Regions from separate parts of the Mus musculus genome. Here region 2 is linked to region 1. Evidence: chromatin contacts called from public Hi-C data. All regions are on one chromosome and are shown on one strand. Each heading gives the region's core, a stretch centred on a gene start, on an enhancer-like site or on the middle of the called end of the contact. The rest is flanking DNA. Distances are from core to core; before and after follow the strand shown. Region 1 overlaps Fndc3a (fibronectin type III domain containing 3A). Region 2 has its middle 14 kb from the start of Gm41208.

The links. A called contact is a pair of places that touch in the nucleus more often than the background predicts.
Region 2: a contact with region 1 is called in a Hi-C map of uterus, with 2.8 times the contacts expected there. The contact joins two enhancer-like sites. A contact is called at or near these places in 2 of 15 datasets of contacts at CTCF or cohesin (large pre-B cells and pro-B cells), 36 of 484 Hi-C or Micro-C datasets (3T3-L1-derived adipocytes, B cells, the Ba/F3 cell line and 28 more), 3 of 115 datasets of contacts at active chromatin or transcription factors (bone marrow-derived dendritic cells, large pre-B cells and trophoblast stem cells) and 1 of 9 other capture datasets (liver).

What each region holds. Positions count from the first base shown.
Region 1 is chr14:72,562,754-72,565,459 of GRCm38.p6, reverse strand. It overlaps Fndc3a (fibronectin type III domain containing 3A), which reads left to right. Exons shown (of 26, transcript NM_207636.2): 15 at 716-854; 16 at 1,908-1,976. Among named protein-coding and RNA genes, the nearest start is that of Gm30500, 72 kb to the right of the region's middle. Within about 2 kb of position 1,324, at least 7 of the 459 cell types and tissues checked have an H3K27ac peak or open chromatin away from gene starts, as enhancers often do. A contact at or near this core is called in uterus, where this site is marked.
Region 2 is chr14:72,998,840-73,001,763 of GRCm38.p6, reverse strand. No RefSeq gene overlaps it. Among named protein-coding and RNA genes, the nearest start is that of Gm41208, 14 kb to the left of the region's middle. Within about 2 kb of position 1,288, at least 12 of the 459 cell types and tissues checked have an H3K27ac peak or open chromatin away from gene starts, as enhancers often do. A contact at or near this core is called in uterus, where this site is marked.

The DNA of each region.
Region 1 (2,706 bases), core at 75-2,574:
CTTAAATTTGCCCAGTACTTGAATTATTTAATAATTACAGTTAGTAGAAACAAACCTAAAATTATAGTGGGATGCTGAAAGTTACCTGGATGTGTGAGAGCAATGCAAAGACCCAAGAAAGTCAGACAGAGCACTGTCTTTGACTAGGTTCTCACAGGCCAGTTGTTACTTAGAATGCTGGAGTTACTAAAATTCTCATTCATAATTACATAGTTCATGACAAGGTGAAAATGTGGGCATCATTTCTAAAATCAAAATGACTCCCAGATTGAATTTTTTTTTTCATTTCTGTGTTAAAATCTATCTCATTTTTTTCCTTCCTGGAAATAAGTATTTGTTATCTTGTAGCTTCTGTTGGCTAGGAATCCAGGAACCAGTGGTTCAGATTTAAAGACTTCTGAAGTGGAATCATTTGAAAGGTGTTGACTTCCAAGTTCACTCACCTGGTTCCTCCCTGGGCCCTCAGATCTCACCACAGATACTTTCCCATAATATGCCTAGGGCATTTCTGCTGTACTCTTTACATCAGAGGAAACTATTGGGAATAACTTAGGGCTGTCAATTACAAGCACACTTAATGTGAAGACACACAGTTCTCCAACAGAGAGGACTTCTCAGTTTCAAAGTGTTTAGTCATTTCACTGAGCTTGTGTTTTGCTCACTGCTTGATTCAATGTGTTATCAGGTAATGAACATTAGATCTTTGTGTTCTCAGGTCATTGCTTATAACTCAGAAGGTAAAAGCAATCCTAGCGAAGTGGTGGAATTCAGTACCTGCCCTGATAAACCAGGAGTACCTGTGAAGCCTTCAGTTAAAGGGAAGATACACTCGCACGGCTTTAAAATTACTTGGGGTAAGATGTTCATTTTGTGTTTGATAAAAATAATTTAAATATGAACTTTTCTTTAAGACCAGCCTTGTGAAAATAAAACTGTACCTGTTGCTAGAAATTTTTCCCATTCATCCTTAGAAGAGAAGAAGAAAATCCATAAGCAACTAGTTCAAAACTCAAGTTCCTGTTTTGTGGATGTAAATGTCCAGATGGATAAATTATTGTTATTTTAAGCCATGCGCAGACAATGGCTCATCGTGTGTGTTGTTAGATGTTGTAGCACCTTCCTATGGGACAAAAGGCAGACTCACAGGAGTTGTTCAGAAGAAAGGGATACTGTTGATGGACACAGTATCTGTGGAAAGCTGTGCTCACAGATACTGACTAGGTTTGACACTAAAAGAACTAGGTGGGTGGGAGGGAGGCTGCTGTAAGAGGATAGACAGGGTCAGCTTCCTGTGAAAGAGAGATTGCTCAACATGGAGCCAGCAGCATTGCGTCATCTTGGCTCTCAAGTCAACAACAACAAAATGGAACATTTGCAGAACATCTGCCCACTTACATATGGGCAATCCTGCCTTGGAGACAGTTGAAAAAGTCACCATATGACAAGTACAAACTTCAAGTTCCCTTTGGAGCTACATGAATGGAATGTTGTGCAGCCACTAAAATTGTTATAGACTCAACTGTTTTTTGTTTTGTTTTGTTTTTAAGATTTATTTTTTATTATACATAAGTTCGCTGTAACTGACTTCAGACACGCCAGCAGAGGGCGTCAGATCTCATTATGGGTGGTTGTGAGCCTCCATGTGGTTGCTGGGATTTGAACTCAGTACCTCTAGGAAGAGCAGTCAGTGCCCTTACCCTCTGAGCCATCTCACCAGCCCCTAGAGTCAACTTTATATGGGTAGGTTCAGTAGGAAGACTGATATATTAATTGAAAAACGCTGACAGCAGAGTAGACAAAGGATGTGTGAATAGTAATTGTTTCAGGTAATTCTTTTCCCCCTATAACTATCTGTCTTTGTATTCTGTCTATTGGGATTTCCATAATACCACTTTTGTTTGTGATAGATCCACCAAAAGACAATGGAGGGGCACCCATCAATAAGTACGTGGTGGAGATGGCAGAAGGTTCTAATGGTAAGTATAGCCAGTACAGCTGATAGACATGTTCTGTTTGCTGACATAAACACAGTTTTGCTGCGCTGCAAATTGTCCTTGATTTGGTGATGGCAGGGGTGAGGGTGTTTGTGGCAGCTATGATTATGCCCATTATGATGCACTTCAGATAGTGACCTCTGGAAATACAGTGGGTCAAATGTCAGCCTCTATTATGTTTTCTTTCATTCTTTTTTTCATGTTTATATTGTTTAAACCTAGCATATCCAGACTCATTTTTAGATACTATATATTTAATGTTTTTATTAAAGAGTAGTTTATTAAGTAAGGCTTATACCCATGTGTACTAGAGGAAAACTAGTCTCTGGAGGTTAGCCCTAATTAAGGTTTTTATGACATATGAACTTTATGCTTGAGTCACCTGTTCATCAGATTTTATTTCTATAAAAGGCACGCTTACTGCAAAGAAAGGTCTTAAAATTATGATTAAATGTGTTATGATACTGATCCTTTATATTCTTTGTTATTACTGGGCCAGGAGACACATTTAATATGCTTAATTAAAAACAAATTACCAGTCTAAGCCAAAGATTGTACAGAGATATTTCAGTTCAACAAAGCCATTCAGATTTGTGTTGTAGACCACGTGCATAAAGAAAATTAAATCTTTTCCAGGAAACATAAAGTTAGGCTTGAATTGTTTCTGACAAGTTACATACACACTTTTTTTTGTTTTTGTTTTTTATTTCTT
Region 2 (2,924 bases), core at 39-2,538, 440 kb before region 1:
TAAACTGGATTGGTGTCCCTGGAGGAACCTGAGTTGGCACAGATACTGCCCAGAGTGGAAGGAGAGTTAGCATGCTCTCTCCAGCTTGATGCGATCATCCAGTCTCATCCTAGGGATCCCAAGGTGGGAAGGACCAGCTCTGAGAGAACAGATCTCGAGAGTGGGTTGAGAAGCAGGAACCCTGCTGGCATACCTTCAGGGCAGCTGAGCTGGGCCAGGGTCATGGAAGGTCTCATTGCCATTACCTAGGCTGTGGGAATGACGCGTGACACATTTGGTCGTGTTGATTAGCACACAGGGGCAAGCATAAGTCCAGCAACCTCGGGCCAGGTAAAGACTTTCAACTGAGGAGTAGTGGGATGGGGCATAGGAGTAGAGGTACTCTGGCATCCTCAGGGAGGGGCGGAGAGTGTCTGTGGTCTTCTCAGGAGGAGGTCTGGCCTCAGCGGGCCGTTGAAGGAGGCAGAAACAGTAACCAAGGTTACCCAGCCTGTGCTGCATACTGGGAGGTGTGGTGGCCAGCACCTGGCTGATCCGATTTAATCTTTGTAGCTCTGAGAAGCAGACACATGGGTTACTCCAGCTTTATTGGAGAAGAAACAAATTTTAATTTTGTCCCCATCCACAAAAACTAGCAAAGAAGACATCAAATCCGTTCAATCACTCGTTCATTCATTCATTGCTTTGTCTACGACAGAGTCTTGTATATCTTAGGTTGGCCTCTAATTCAGTATGTGGTCGAGGATGACTTCCAACTCCTAATCCCTCTGCTTTTAACCACCCAGGTCGTGGGATTTTAGGCACGAGCCACCACATCCGGTTTACTCAGTGCCATGTTAGACAAGTACCCAGCAACAACTCTTTTGCTGTTGTCGTTTGCATTTCGGAAACTCTCAAAATGAGGCACCTGAGACATGGAGAGGATTGTTTTCCTTAAATAAGGGATTATCTATCGCATTCCCATCCCCGATCTTGGTTTCTTGGGCAGGTCCGTCTGTTCATCGTCTCGTCCTCCTCATTTGGTTTAAGACAACTATCATAAAATAAAAAGACTCTCAGCGTAGAGGAGTGAGAGGATCTCGTGGGTGCGCGATGTAGTGTTTGATTACTGTTAAGGAGTCCTGCTGAAAGGGAAAAAAATCAGTTTACTAATTACAAATAAGTCTGGGCTCAGGTGGAATACCAGACACCAACACTAGGGGGAGCTGTGGGGCATTCTTGTGCCTCTCATCTTTTTTTTCCCAACCCTGTGGCTTTGGGCAGAGGCTCCTGAGACAAACTCCACAGATCTTGGCCTCCAGCCCTTGCTGGATTGTGTTGGAGCCCGAGACTGGCTTGTTGTCATTAATACAATTTGTTTCATAAACTCTGTTTGTTCGTTCGTTCGTTTGTTTGCATTTCAGCGAGCCTCAGAATGAGACCCTGGAGGCACGGCAAGGAGTGCTTTTCTTACTGAAGGCATTATTTATCACAGTATCCTTATCTGAAGTGATGATTCTCATTCTCCAAATTGAATTTAATTAATTTTCATATTTCAAGAGCTTGATAGCTGCTAGCCATATCCCCTTTGCCAGCAGCTTCTGAAAAAAAAATCACTGTCTTTTCTTTGACATCCTAACATCGTGAACACACCCCTCTGGAGTAAACTAATAGATATGCCAGGCCACACCGAAGAATTCTCTGGTCAAAGGTGAGTCTCTCAGTAAAACACAGCCCAGGAGTTTGCAGCCAACAGACCGAGACAGTGGGAAGGGGGGGCTATTCCAGGCAGGAGATAGATACCTTTCTTTTTCTTACATTCTGGAAAGTGGTCTGAGAGAGACCCCAGAGCAGAAGTAGATGCCACTCAAACAGTTCCATCAAGGTAGAAGGCCCTTTGTGTAGGGTCTAGCCAGGGCCTTGCATGTGTGTCTTTTAGACATTGTTATTGGCTCAGGAACCCCCCAAGACCAAGTTCTCAGCACCAAGGAGATTTGTCTGTCCCACAGGGACAGAGGGCAGGGAATGAGAGACAAAGAGGAGGAGGAGAAGGGGAAGGAGACAAATGAGAGGGGAAGGGGTATTTGTTCTGGGGAACAAAGGACTGCCTCTGGTTAGAGAGGAGACAGACATGGCCCATAGGAAAGTGGTGGTTTATAAAGGTAAAGGGGGAAACCCTGTTTTAGGATGAGGTGTTTAATTGTAACTGGGCATATTAACTACATGTGTCAAAAGGGGGCTTTTCATTACTGGATTTCCAATACCTTGAGAGCTGAACCTTGGCAGTCAGCCTCAGGAGGAAGAAATGGCTAAATAAGGGAATGGTCCTTGATGGCTAGCTTTAGGAATAGAATTCTTTTTTTTTTTTTTTTTTATTGGCAAGGCAGAGAGAACAAGGGAGAAGATCAAGGCCTATCAGAGCCACATGCTCAAGGCCCTTCAGTATCCACGGGACCTTGCAAACCAATTTTCCATGTTTGTTTTCCAGTGTCTTAGAGGAAGTTCATGCCTGAGGCTGATGTCCACTCGAGTTTTGGCCCTTCAGACCTCCTCCCTGTCCAGGCCACGGCTTCTTCTGGCTAGCTGGGGCCTCAGGCTGTATCTAGATGTTTGGGCCTGGCCCAAGGGTTTCTAGTTTATTGATCATACAGCAGTATGTCCACAAATAGCATTAGCACAAGAGTAGTGTTATACAGTGTTCAAACCCGTAACTCACTGTACAGAGCTTGCATGTGCTCAGTGTGAGCCAGATTCTAGCTTTAACTCCTAGCAAAATATTCTCTCTCTCTCTCTCTCTCTCTCTCTCTCTCTCTCACACACACACACACACACACACACACATACACACACACACATTTGTGCACATGCACACACATGCTTTTACACATAGGAACACACACAATCATATACACATACACACATACATGCACACACATATAGACGCA